Regions from separate parts of the Sus scrofa genome. Here region 1 is linked to region 2. A link is a contact called in public Hi-C data. All regions are on one chromosome and are shown on one strand. The core of a region is the stretch at or near the end of the contact, and the rest is flanking DNA. Distances in the headings are between cores, read along the strand shown.

What was found. Hi-C and Micro-C count contacts between places; a contact is called where the count stands out from the background.
Region 1: a Hi-C map of embryonic fibroblasts shows a contact between it and region 2, with 4 times the contacts expected there. The contact joins the promoter of CKAP4 here to the promoter of TCP11L2 in region 2. A contact is called at or near these places in 1 of 5 promoter capture datasets (liver), 18 of 47 Hi-C or Micro-C datasets (alveolar macrophages, blood, embryonic fibroblasts and 10 more) and 2 of 2 datasets of contacts at active chromatin or transcription factors (alveolar macrophages and skeletal muscle).

Annotation. Positions count from the first base shown.
Region 1 is chr5:14,016,260-14,022,668 of Sscrofa11.1, reverse strand. CKAP4 (cytoskeleton associated protein 4) reads right to left here and starts at 1,538. Exons shown (of 3, transcript NM_001244631.1): 1 at 893-1,538. The coding sequence starts at 1,348.
Region 2 is chr5:13,983,884-13,990,793 of Sscrofa11.1, reverse strand. It overlaps TCP11L2 (T-complex protein 11-like protein 2), which reads left to right and starts at 3,336. Exons shown (of 10, transcript XM_021091578.1): 1 at 3,336-3,406.

The DNA of each region.
Region 1 (6,409 bases), core at 289-2,788, 34 kb before region 2:
CAACTTTGTGTTGAAAGTTGGGTCCATCCACACCTGAAATAGGCCCCTGTGTACACTGAACCGAAAGGGCCAAGACACTGTCATGCAGTCTGCCTATCTGCTGGGGTCTTTATCGATTCACTAAATCTCCAGACCTCAATTTTCTGGTCTGGAAAATGGAGTCAAAACTGCCAGTTCTCCCTCCCTCCCAAGGTTGCTACAAAGATTAGGTCATAAATGAGTAAGCCCTCTAAACACCATATAAATGTACCCCGTGGTGTTATTCACCAGTGTGACCTAGTCTTTTTGGCCTTGCCTTTCCTCTAAAGCTGAAATATGCTCTTCCAAGGCTCAAATAGGTACATTGGTCCAATAAAGGGCAAGGGACCTAAAGATATAAAATATTCCATTATAACTACACAAATGAGTAATCGAGTAAGATTACTAGCTTCTCCTTCTCCGGGCTCCAGGTCTATTAAAAACTGGCTCAGATGTCGCCCACCTGGCGAGCAGAGGCACGGCCTTGCCGGAGGCTTCCAGGGATGCACTGGCTTCCCTTCCAACCACCTCTTTAGACAACTCTGCCCATTCAGTGGTTCCTAATCCAAAAAGAATGGTCTCCCCAGAGGCCGCCGGCTTCCTTACAGGTCACCGCTAATGTCCTGTGACAGGCCCTTGGCCCACCCTCCGGGACTGGCCTGACCATCCTCGAAGCGGTCCATCCCTCGGGGCCGATTCCTCAGCGGCCATTAACAAAGAGGGTCTGGGGACCGCCTCAGAACTAGGGGGCCGGGGAGGGGGCCTCTCAGGTCTCTGGCGAAGGACACCAGGCCTGGGCCGGCAAGGGGCCCGGCTGTGGCTGCGGGGGCCGCAGACTGGCGGACGGGGGTTGAGGGGACCCGGGAGCACCCACCTTCTGCTCGACGCCCTGCAAGCCCTGACCCAGCTCCTCCCTCTGCCGGGAGAAGTCCTGGTGGCTGCGCCGGACCTGCTGGACCTCCTCCAGGACGTGGTGGACACACCAGCCCGAGAAGGCGGCCGCCGCCACCAGCGCGAGGTAGAAGAGAAAGTTGAGCGCCCGGCCGAGCCTGCGCGAGCAGGACGCCGAGGACGAGGCGGCAGCAGCTGCGGCGGCGGCGGCAGCGGAGGAGGACTTGCCGCCGCGGTGGCCGCCCCTACCGTGCGCCTGGTTCTGCGGATGCTGCGGCGGGTGCTGCTGCGGGTGCGGCGCGGGCGGCGCCGGCTGCTGCGGCGCCGGCGGCGGCTTCTTCGCCACGTCATCCGCGCCGCCCGACGGGTGGGCGCCCTTCTCCGAGGGGCTCGCGGCGCCGTGGCCGCCCTTGGAGCCCCTTTGTTTGGCCGAGGGCATGGCGGGCGCGGCGGCGGGTGAGGCCGCGGGCTACGAGGCGAGCGAGCGGGGCGCGCGGCCCGGGAAACTTCCTCGGGCTCCCCCGGGGCTGGGCGAGCGGCACGCGGGCGCTGCTGGCGTCGGAGCGGCCGCGAGAGAGAGCGAGAGAGAGAGCGAGAGAGCGAGAGCGGGCGGGCGGGCGAGGAAAGAGGCCGGGCGAGGGAGGAAGGAGGAGGGGGCCTGCCTCCGCCGCCGCCGCTGCCGCCGCGGCGTCGACCCCGCCTCCCGGGAAGGGAGGCCGGCAGAGCCGAGCGGGGAGCGCCTGCCACGCACGCGGGGGCCGGCGGGCGGCCCCTCCCCCTGCCGCCACGACCCCAAAGAGGGAGGGCCGAGCCCGGGGCGGCCCAGCGGGGTCCACGCGGGCTACGACAGGGCGGGGGGAGAGGGGCGGCCGAGGGGAAGGTGGCGGCCCAGCCGGGGATGCGGGAGCCGGGGTGGGATGGGGGACAACCGAAGGGCGAGGGGCGGCCCAGCGGGGTCTGTGGGGTCCAGGGGTCGGGGGGTCGGCAGAAGGGAAGGTGGTGGCCTAGTGGGGTTTTCTGGGGCCCGGGAGAGTGGGGTGGGGGGGCTGAGGATGGTGTCCCAGTCGGGTCAACGGAGGTCGGAGCAAGCGGCTGAAGTGGCCGAGGTGGGAGGGGGCAGAAGGCAGCCAGGGTGGGGAGCAGCCAGGCTGGATCTACGGAGGCGGGAGCCGGCAGCCGAGGTGGCCACAGGGAGGGGGTGGAGGGCCGGGTTGATGAGACCCGGACTGGCGACTGAGCTGGGGCCACGGGGCCCCCTGGGATAGGCGGCCGAGATGGGGGTGGCCCGGCGAGTCTGAGGGAGGAGAGCCGGGCAAGACCCGGTGCAGCGGGCTAAGTGCGAGCCCCCCTCCCTCTGGACCAGAGCGGGAAGGAAACGAAGGAGGGCGCCCCAGGAGCCCTGCCCCTGGGAGTAGGAGTAAAGGGGCGGGAACGGATCCCCCCCAGTCCTTCCCGCGGGGAGTTGGGAACATCCCCGCCCCTCCCCATCCCACCCTCCAGGCCTACGAGGGTTGGACCTTGTCTCTTTTCCTGGGGTTTGAAGGCGGAGGCAGAAAGGGCTTTATGAAAAGCAGTCGGCTCCAGTGGCATGTTTAGGGAGAGTTAGCAAAGATTCTTGCACTGTGCCAAGACTGTTCAAGGGGACAGACTTGAGCGTCCCACTTAGCCCAGCCGGTCCACTGTCGACGCTGTTGACTTTTTTCTGAAGCCCTTTCATCTCCATTTTCCCTTTGGGGGCCGCTCTCTGTCCACAGTCCCTGCTACGGACAGGCTCTTTGCTACATGCTGGGAAGGCGGCAGTGGCAGCAATGAGAGGGAAGCAGATCAGGTTGTCGGCCGTACTTTGGTAGAAGAAAATAGAACTATGCCAGGCTCTGGCTCTGCTTAGCAACGTACATACATGTTCTCAAAACCTCCCAAAAACCTTCTGAGGTCGGAATTATATTACCCACTTTCTAGGAAAGAAACAGGCTGAGCCGCACCCCAACTGACTGGCTCAAGGTCACACACAACCATGATTTGAATCTTGATCTGCTGCTTTCAGGGCCTATGCTGCTTAATAGGCCGCAGAGAAATTAAGCAATTTGCCTACTCTCAAAAAGGCTAGCTGATGCTGGGGCAAGGAGAGAGCTCCCCTCTACAAGCTGCTTTCCCCCTGAATCTGGTGTCTGCGGTGTGTTTCTGAGGTGTTGTTTCTTCTGCCTGGAAACTTCTCCCAGTTCTGTCTTTAAAAACAAACAAACAAACAAACAAAAAAAAAAAAACTCCCAATGAACCTATCTGCAAAACAGAAACAGACTCAGAGTTCCCGTCGTGTCACAGCAGAAATGAATCCGATTAGGAACCGTGAGGTTGCTGGTTCGATCCCTAGCCTCCATCAGTGGGTTAAGGATCAGGTGATGTGGTGCGCTGTGTTGTAGGTCCCAGACTCAGCTTGGATCCTGCATTGCTGTGGCTGTGGCTTAGGCCCGGAGCTGTAGCTCCAATTCGACTCCTAGCCTGGGAACCTCCATATGCATGGGTGCAGCCCTAAAAAGCAGGGAAAAAAAAAGAAAGAAAGAAAGAAAGAGACTCATGGACATAGAGAACAAACAAGTGGTTGCCAAGGGGAGGGGGGGGAAGTGGGATGGACCTGGAGTTTGGAGTTAGTAGATGAAAACTATTGCATTTAGAATGGATAAGCAATGAGGTCCTACTGTATAGGACAGGGAACAGTCTCTTGGGATAGACCGTGATGGAAGATAATATGAGAAAAAGGATACACACACGACTGGGTCACTGTGCTGTACAGCAGAAATTGACACAGCACGGTAAATTAACTATCCTCTAAAAAATAAAATTTTAAAAACGCTCCCTGTTCTTAAGGCCTAGTTCAAATACCCCCCTTTAAGACATGATATCTCTCATGGGACTTAGAGACAGAAAGTAATCACAACGCAAGGCATTGTGTATGTTAATTCAACATAACAAAACTTTGTGGAGGGTCCACTATATACCAGACAGATGTGTGAAAACTACAAGCCTCTCCTCTTTTGGAGGACAGGAAGCAACCATTGCTTATATTGGTGTATCTCAATTTAAGTTTTAAAAAATCTCTAATGGATTAAGTGGATACATGTGCCTCTCCTCAAGGGGCCTGCATTGCATTTGAAGAACTGCGCAGAAACATTTCGAGGGCTAAATTATACAGTTGAGAATATAAATGTAAAGGGAACTTGGAAAGCAAACCCTTGGGGCTGCACATGGGGAAGTCTTCTGAGGCGGAAAGTTCTTGAGCAAAGCCTTGAAGAATGAATTTGCATAGGAGGAGAGCAGGGAGGATATTTCTGTGGCAGAAACCCGCTGAACCCAGGACACCTGTCTGACATGAAGGGTGTGAGCTACAATTAGGAAAGAGAGAGATGAGCTGGGTGGAGTGGGTCCGGATTGCAGAGGTCCATAGAAGCCAGCCAGTTGAACAGAGGAGTCGCTGTTAGTGGGGAAAGCCAGGGTAGATTATAGCAGGTTCTGGACTAGAAATACAATCATTTGCCCCAGACAGAGAGCAATGTCCCCACTGCAACTAAATACTGGGAGCTCCAGGAGAAAACTCCTAGTTCAACACGCCTACCACTGACCTATGAAAGGGGAAAGGAGATGGCAGAGGAAAGCAGACCTACTCATCAAAGGTGCTGGAAGAACCTCCTTTAAAAATTTCAGCTAAATTCAGATTGTGTTTAAAAATCTCTAGTGCACAAAAGAGTAACCATCGTCCTTCAAGCAGTCATCTGTGTTAGGGCAGCGGGAGTGATAACTTGCAAAGCAGCTTTGGCGGCCCAGCCCAGCTCAGGCCTGGACTTTTTAGCCTTAGTTCTGCCCCCTAACGAACTCTGTGACCTTGAGAAGTGTACTTAATCTCCTCTCTAGATTTCAAGGTCAACACTTCTGTATCTCTACACGCTTTTCTGATTAGCAATCTATTTCTTAGAGAAAATAGTCATGTGATTATTATAAGAAATAATTAAATTTTTAGAAGTTGATTTAGAATATAGGCCAGATATAAGAATGGCAGGTAGCTAAACTTTCTGCCTCTGCTGAGCATTGGAAGAATGTGGGAGTGGGGAGGGTACCGTGGCTATTATTAGTGTTTCTCTCTTGTCCTTTTCCTTTAGGAAGCAGTGAAATATAATGGTTAAGACACAGGCTCTAGGGATTCCTTTGTAGCTCAGTGTTATCACTGCTATGGCTCTGGTTACAGCTGTAGCATGGGTTTGATCCCTGGCCCAGGAACTTGTGAAGGCTGTGAGCGGGACCAAAAAAAGAAAAAAAGACACAGGTTTTGTAATAGACTGACTTGGGTCCAAATTCGACTCCATGACTGGCTGGGGCATGTGACTTCTCTGAACCTCTGTGTCTTCACCTGAGAGAATGGGATATTAAGAACTATTTCACCTGGTTGCTGTGAGCGTTAAATGAGACACCATATGATACTGGGCACACATCAGGGCTCAGTGAATGAAGGGTAGCTAATACAGTTTGCAGAGTCACTGAGTAGAAGTCTAGCTGCACAGAGCTTCTGTGTCTAGATTTCAACGATATTCTTTCATCATTTCTTGGAACTCCCAGCACCCCATGTGGCTTATACACCACAGGCTCTGATGTGTTTAACTTGAAAAAGAAGCAGTGTTCCCCTCTGAAGCGTGGTTCCCCAGTGCTGTTTGGCTACACCGGGAGGAGGAGGTTGGTAAGTAGTCATGGCAGTTCATCTTCTAGGGCAGGAAGGCTCAGGTTTTCTTGGAGATTTCCATTCTTCTATCTCATTTTCTGAGTCAGAACAACAAGTATTTAGAGGACGTTTCCCTTCTTTTCCTCCTGATTTCTTCTCCTCTATCCCTTTTCATTTTCATCCTCCCTAGAGTGTGTTGGAGAATCAAGAATGTGGGTGCAGAAGAGGAGGAGCCAGAGACATCTCTTCCTTTCCCCCAGCTTGTGCAAAGATGCTTCTGAACACCCTTGGACTAGGTGGATCTTAAATTACAAGGTAGAACTTGATAAGCCTGCACCCCTCTTGGTTTTCTGCATTCCCATTAGAACGTCTAAATAGAAAGCCGCTATTACCTTGACTGCTTCCTTGTTCCAGGTGGACGAGACCCCCAGGGGCCAAGGCATAAGCCTCAATGCCCTGCAAACAGGGTGTGTGTTAGAGGTGGGGACCTCCTGGATAGTTTGGCTCTGGAGAGCTTGGATCACCCCTCCCAGCCTCAGCAGCTCCCACTCCCAGGAGCTCCCACTCCCAGGAGCTCCCCAGCTCCAAACCCTGCAGGGGTAGCTTTCTTGAAGCTCCCAGCACCATATGAAGTCTCACCTCACTGGGTCCCAATTTTTATGGAAGATAACCACAGTCCCAACCTTGCAGAGCAATGTGAATACTCACCTGATTTTCTCCTCCACTCATAGTCTTCTTCACCCCAGCCCAGGCCGGCAGCATCCATGCAGTTCTCAGGAATCATCCTTGACTCCT
Region 2 (6,910 bases), core at 2,087-4,586:
CTTGGATCTGATGTGGCTGTGGCTGTGGCATAGGCCGGTGGAGCTAGCCTGGGAACCTCCATATGCTGTGGGTGTGGCCCTAAAAAAACAAAAAGACAAAAAAATAAAAAATAAATTCAGTATTTTCACAAGAATATGAAAAAGCTAAAAATGAATGGATACATTTCCCAAAATTGAAAAATAAATAAATGAATAAGAAATAAGGAACTCCGCTTGAGCATTAAAATTCATTTTTCCACAGTTATGCTGTACTCACATTTTCAGGATTTGCTGATGATGTACATAATGATGTCGACTGAAAAGAATGCACAACTGAAAAGGTGAAGGTTATGTTTTATTTAGTGGCATTTTTAGGATTTCACATGACTCTAAGAGACTGCTCTGAGGAAGGGAGAGGAGGAGCCAAGATATATGGAAGTTTTTGCAACAAAGCCGAGGTCATTGGAAAATCAAAAGATTACTGTTAATAAGAGAATAACAGGAAGTTCCTGCTATTGCACAATAGGATCAGTGACGTCTCTGCAGCATTACCATACAGGTCCGATACCCGCTGACACAGGTGGTTAGGGATCCGGCATTGCCTCAGTTGCAACTTATTCTCAGACCGGTGGCTCACATCTCATCCCTGGTCCAGGAACTCTACATGTTGCAGGGCAGCCAAAAAAGAAAGAAAGAAAACAGGGAGCGTGAGAGAGAGAGAGAGAGAGAGAGAGAGAGAGAGAGAGAGAGAGAGAGAGAGGGAAAGCAAGAGTGAGAAACAGATAGTTCAAGGAATTTAGTGCTTTTCTGTATATGGGAAGATGCAAGAGTCTGGGCTCACTGAAATCATTCCTTCGATATGTACTCAGCTCTCTAGGGCCAGTATGCTGTGTTTCTTCATCCCGAGTTTCCTCTTGTGCACCATTGGGGGTGGTGCAGTGGCTGACTGATGGATGGGCTTGGCAGTGGGCAGCTCTTTTGCCTCTGTCCCAAGTTCCCTCAGGGCTCACCGTGTGGGCAGCTGTAATGTAAAGGCTTGATGGCTGCAACATCCTCGTTTACTGATATGGCAGGCAATATTTTAGTTTTCAGAGGTGTACGTGTAACACAATGTCATGGCCAGGAATCCCTACAAAGGAATCAGTCAGAAATGCCTTGTTATTGCTCTTTGATCCAGATTTTCTTGCAGCAGAATTTCTTTTGTTTTTTCCCCTCTGACTGCTTCGTATATGCATATGAGACAAGAATGGACAGCTTTGTATTTTAGGAGAGTTGCCACCATGTCATTCTCCTTGCTATCTAGAAGGCACGACCACCCCAGTACCTGGTCCAAGCACCCTTCTAGAGTAATGGAATATTGGAAACGAATCCGACTAGGAACCATGAGGTTGTGGGTTCAATCCCTGGCCTCGCTCAGTGGGTTTAGGATCTGGCATTGCTGTGAGCTATGTTATAGGTCGAAGACGTGGCTCGGATATGGTGTTGCTGTGGCTGTGGTGTAGGCCGGCAGCTGCAGCTCTGATTAGACCCCTAGCCTGGGAACCTCCAAATGCCTCAGGTGTGGCCCTAAAAAAGCAAAAAGCAAAAAAAAAAAAAAAGCTAGAGTAATGGAATGTGATTATAAATACTTTGGGCATGTAGTTGACTCAGTGCTGGTATGCTTGTTGACATGTCATGGAAGTTAGATAATTATGCCAATATATAATACTTTGCAGGTGACACTGTGTGTGTGTGTAGAGAAGCCATGAAATGAGTTTTGGTTTCTATTCTTGACCAGCCAATTCAGTGAGTCACTGAATATTCCTTGGCTCAGTCATAGCCCATTAATACCTTCCACTGGAACCCCCTGGAACCCAGGTAAAAGCTATTGTACAGACATCTGAATGTTTGGGGCTCATTTTTTTTTTATTCTCAAAAAGTATTGTAATTATTTAATTCCACTACCACATTGCTTTATAATTAAAGGAAAGAAAACATTAGAGCTCACAAGTGGGGAAAAACATGTTTTTATTTATTTATTTTTTGATGTTTTCATTTTTTTCTTTAGGGCCACACCCACTGCATGTGGAAGTTCCCAGGCTTGGAGCTGAATCGGAGCTACAGCTGCCGGTCTACACCATAGCTCACAGCATCGCTGGATCCTTAATCCACTGAGTGGGGCCAGGGATCGAACCCACATGCTCATGGTTCCTTGTCGGGTTCATTAACCACTGAGCCATCAAGGGAACTCTGCAAAACATGTTTTTAAAATCAAAGTAAGCTCCATGCGCTCTGACTATCTAAGAATTGGGCTTGAAAAGAACAACTTAAAATGTAAAGATTAGTATTCCAGCCACCACCCCTCAACATAAATTATTCTGACAGACCTTAGCAAAGGCCTTTTGTAAATCTATTCCTTACCATAGTTTACATAAAAAGCTCTTTTTGTTATCCTAACTTAAAAAAATATGAATACAAAGGAGATGGGAAAGTTATTGTACAGTGTTAATAGCCCACCACCACTAAGGTGTTCTTAGCATGACATTCAAATGATGACTGTAGAATCATTGCATAGCAATGTGAAATTACATTAATGATGTATGGGTGAATACATTCTCACTATAAAAAAAATAAGCCATTTGTATGTCTATAGAATAAATGAGCAACATCTTCCAACGTGCCTCCTAAACAGTTTGGAGGCTAAATTTTTAGTTCATTTCTATGCATTTCATACATACAAAATACATCCGTGCTTCTCTAGTGCCAGCTCTCTCTCCAGCATAAATGGAATCCCCGCATAATGACTGTTCTATAACTCATGTTTTTATGTTGAACACTCTGAGGAGTCACATTTCTTCATCTTTTCCTTTATATCTTCTGGGTTTTGCCTCTTATTTTAGAAGCTCTTCCCTGATCCCACTGGGTATTCCAATTGATTTTTTTTCCCCTGTTTTTTCTGCAGCATATGGAAGTTCCCAGGCGAGGGATGGAATCAGAGCCGCAGCTGCCAGCCTACGACTCAGCCACGGCAACGTGGGATCCAAGCCACATATGCAGCCAACACCAAGGCTTGCGGCAATGCTGGATCCTTAACCCACTGAGTGAGGCCGGAGATCAAACCCACATCCTCATAGATACTAGTCAGGTTCTTAACCCTCTGAGCTATAATGGGAACTCCCCAGTTGATTTTTAAATTGAGGGCCTAAATTTTCGTCCATGGTTGAGTAGGACTAGGAAGACATTTAGAAGGATCTGCCCGCTGGCCCCGAGGTGGGGTACAGAGCATGAATGTCTCCGTGGATCCTGAGCCATCATTTCTTTGGCTTCTCATAGGTGCTCCTTTGAGCTTCACCTCTCCCTGGCCCCGCCCACTTCCCCGTCCAGGAGCTGTCTTCTCTGCTGTCCGCATTCTCTCTTTTTCTTTCCCGGGGACAACAATACTTCCCAGGTAAGTGAAGGGAGCTCACAGAGGGTGAAGGGGAGTAGTAATTAAGAATGGTTTTCGCCATGGAGACCAGCCTCGGGGGTTCCTGGGGGGCGGGCAGAGGAAGTGGGATGGACAGACAATTGGGGGATTTTTTGGATGCAAACTGTTATATTTGGAAGGATGGTCAGTGGAGTCCTACTCTACAGCACAGGGAAATGTGTGTGATTGGGTCCCTTTGCCATACAAATTGAAACAACATTGTAAATCAGCTATACTTTAATAATAAAAAAAAGGATTGATTTTCTTTTTAGTATGCTAGGTGTGAAGGTAAAGGCAATTGGAATGAGAAATAACCTCCAAGTTTACACCAATTCGGTTCCGAGGAGTCAGGGGGAAAACTGGTTTTGGTGCATTGGAAACATGATCAAGCATCAATATTTTGATTCTCTCGCAAAACTGGTCGATGATCTAAACCTGCCTTATATTCAAGAACAAAAGGGAAAAAAAAATTGCAAAATCTGCCAGGAAGGTGTGGTTAAATTTTGAACATTGCGTGACTGGCTATCCAGTTTGTATCCAAATTATTTTTCTTCCTTCTATTATCTATTGCCTTTTTCCTCCCTTTTCTGCTTTTTAGGCCTTCTCAGAGCCATAAGATGGACAAGGGAGAGAAAAAGAGATGGGATTCAATTTAATCAATTTTTCTAGTTACAGTGGAGTTACATCTTTTTTGGGGGGGTAGTGGTGGGGGAACCAAGGCATATGGACATTCCTGGGCTGGGGATCTAATCTGAACCACAGTTGTGACCTATACCACAGCTGCGGCAACGCCAAATTCTTAACCCACAGTGGAGTCATATCTTATATGAGGGGATAGCTTCTAAAGGGAGAACAGAAGGTCAAAAATCATGTGCAAAGTTAACCTTGAAAATTCCTTAAATGGGCCATAAGGTCTGGGAAATAGCTAGGTTGTGTTTTGTTTGTTTTTGCCTACAGCACTGAAATAGACATATGTTTCTTAGCTTTAGCACTACATAAAATAATTGATTTGTATTTGGGGAGATAAAGAGAAAATAAAAACCTTCAAACACTAAACTCCTATTCTGTGTGGTGAGATCAGGACCAGCTACATCTTTTTCGAGGCCCAGTGCTAAATGAAAATGCAGAGCTCCTTGCTCAAAAATCACTGAGAATTTCAATTTGGCAGAAACAGAGCATTGAAGCAAGTGTGGGGCTCTACTAAGTGTAGGATCTTGAGCCATTGCCTGCCCTTGAACCCAGCTTTGGATAAAAAGCTTGGAAGGTTGTGAGAAGCTTGGAAACTGAGATCAACCCAAGAAGAGAAACCTCACAACTCGCACAGAGAGAAGAAAGGGTTAACATCACTGCCAGGGGACCAATTACCCTGCTGTGCTCCCTACTCCCTGTCAACCCCCCCCCCCCTCCCCTTGGTAAATTTTTTCTTTACCAAGCAAAAATTTTGATCTGCCCTTCGTCCTTTGCCAAAGGCAATAGATCAAATTTAGTCTATTGTGTAATTTACAGGGGCAAACTGCATTCCTGTGAGTCCTCTAAGTGATTCAAAAAAGGAAAGTTAGAAAAATTAGGTGTGATAATATATCTTCTTCAAATAAAAAGCTAATTATTTTACTTACTGAAAAGCTTGTCTTTTCAGACATTTTTTCCAGAAGGTCATGAACATAACCTGAGCAAGGAGAATTGTATTCTATGACTGTATATGATGCAAGCCTACCTTTTTTTTTTTTTTTTTTAAGGGCTGCACCTGTGGCATAGGAAGTTCCTGGCTAGAGGTCAAATCAGAGCTACAGCTGCTGGCTTACACCACAGCCACAGCAACACTAGATCCAAGCCACATCTGCAACTGGCTTGTAGCAACGCTGGATCCTTAACTCACTGAGTGAGGCCAGGGATCAAACCGGCATCCTCATGGATACTAATGGGGTTCTTAACCTGCTGAGCCACAACGGGAACTCCAAGGCTCTTTTTTTTTCTTTTTTTTCCTTTTCTTTTTTTTTTTTTTTTTTGCTCGTTTTAAGGAAACACCTTAATATTTTACAATACTATATTTCTTCAAAAGTACTTTTTATATATAAGCCAGGCTACGGGCAGTTGGTCAGGTAATTGACCAGAAGGTTTCCAGATAGCAAGTTATTTAACATTGATGTAATGGAAGACTTTTTTCCAGGATATTTTCCCTCCCTGTCATGACTCTGATGTTACCTTACCTCCTCCACTTCAAGGTTTCACCCAGCACATGCTGAAACTTGACTTAACTGCTCTGACAAAAACTGCTTCCTTGTGGCTTTGAGAGTTATGTATTGAGCTTTAAAATAAGTGCCATGCCCAGGGTCAAGCAGCTGGTGACCCAGGTAGACTGGACAACCTCTCCTGACTCATGTTTACCTGCTTCACGTTATGTAATATGGCAAAAACAATACTTAACAAGCTCCTACAAAGCTAACAAAGGACGCAAAACTGCAATGTGTCATTGCCACAGTGTCCAGAAGTTTGGGGGATATTTTTAGTTAGTCTTTCTATTGCGCAGTTTTTAGGGTGGTGATGGCAGTTGTGTGGTGGTTGTTATTTGGCAAGGCTTAGAAATGGAGGCTTCTGTTAACCCGACTGCTGATTCCAACAAACAATATAAACAAGGTTCATGGGAAAGGGTGGCGTAGTATTTTCTCTTTAATCTCTTGGTTTGTTTCAAGTTGTGTATTTTAGGAGAGGGGAGGAAAGAATGGAATAAGGAGACAAATACAAATTTATACAGACCATAGCTAAGGTTCTGAGTAGTTTGCCAAATAGTTTCAACAACTAACATTGACTGAGTGCTTACTGCATACAGCTCTAAGCTCTTCACATGCTTTATCTCGTTTCATCCCCACAGTAGGCCAATGAGACAATTATCATGTTTCCCCATTGGCCAAGATCTCATAGTAGTAAATATCAGAGCCAGGGTTTGAACCCAAGAGGAGTCCATGGTGTTACACCAAATGAATCCATCTAGGTTAACTGGCTTTCTACCCTCTTTTGAAATGCTGCCTGTCTGTTTTTTTTGGTTTTGGGGTTTTGTTTGTTTGTTTTTGTCTTTTTAGGACCGCACCCACTGCATATGGAGGTTCCCAGGCTAGGGGTTGAATTGGAACTGTAGCTGCCGGCCTACGCCACAGCCACAGCAACGCGGGATCCGAGCCGCGTCTGCAACCTACACCACAGCTCACAGCAACGCCGGATCCTTAACCCACTGAGCAAGGCGGGGGATCGAACCCACAACCTCATGGTTCCTTAGTCGGATTCATTAACCGCTGCGCCAGGACGGAAACTCCTTTTTGTTGTTTTTAGAAACCAATTTTGCCTCCACAATCCAGACATGATATCAGGGCTAAATGGAAATACTTGAGCCTACACAAAAATCACTCACATTCTTGCATGAAAGTGTCTCCCAAATAACACCAGTTTACACCTGGCAGAGGATACAGTGTGCAGTTGGGGGAAGGGTATTTC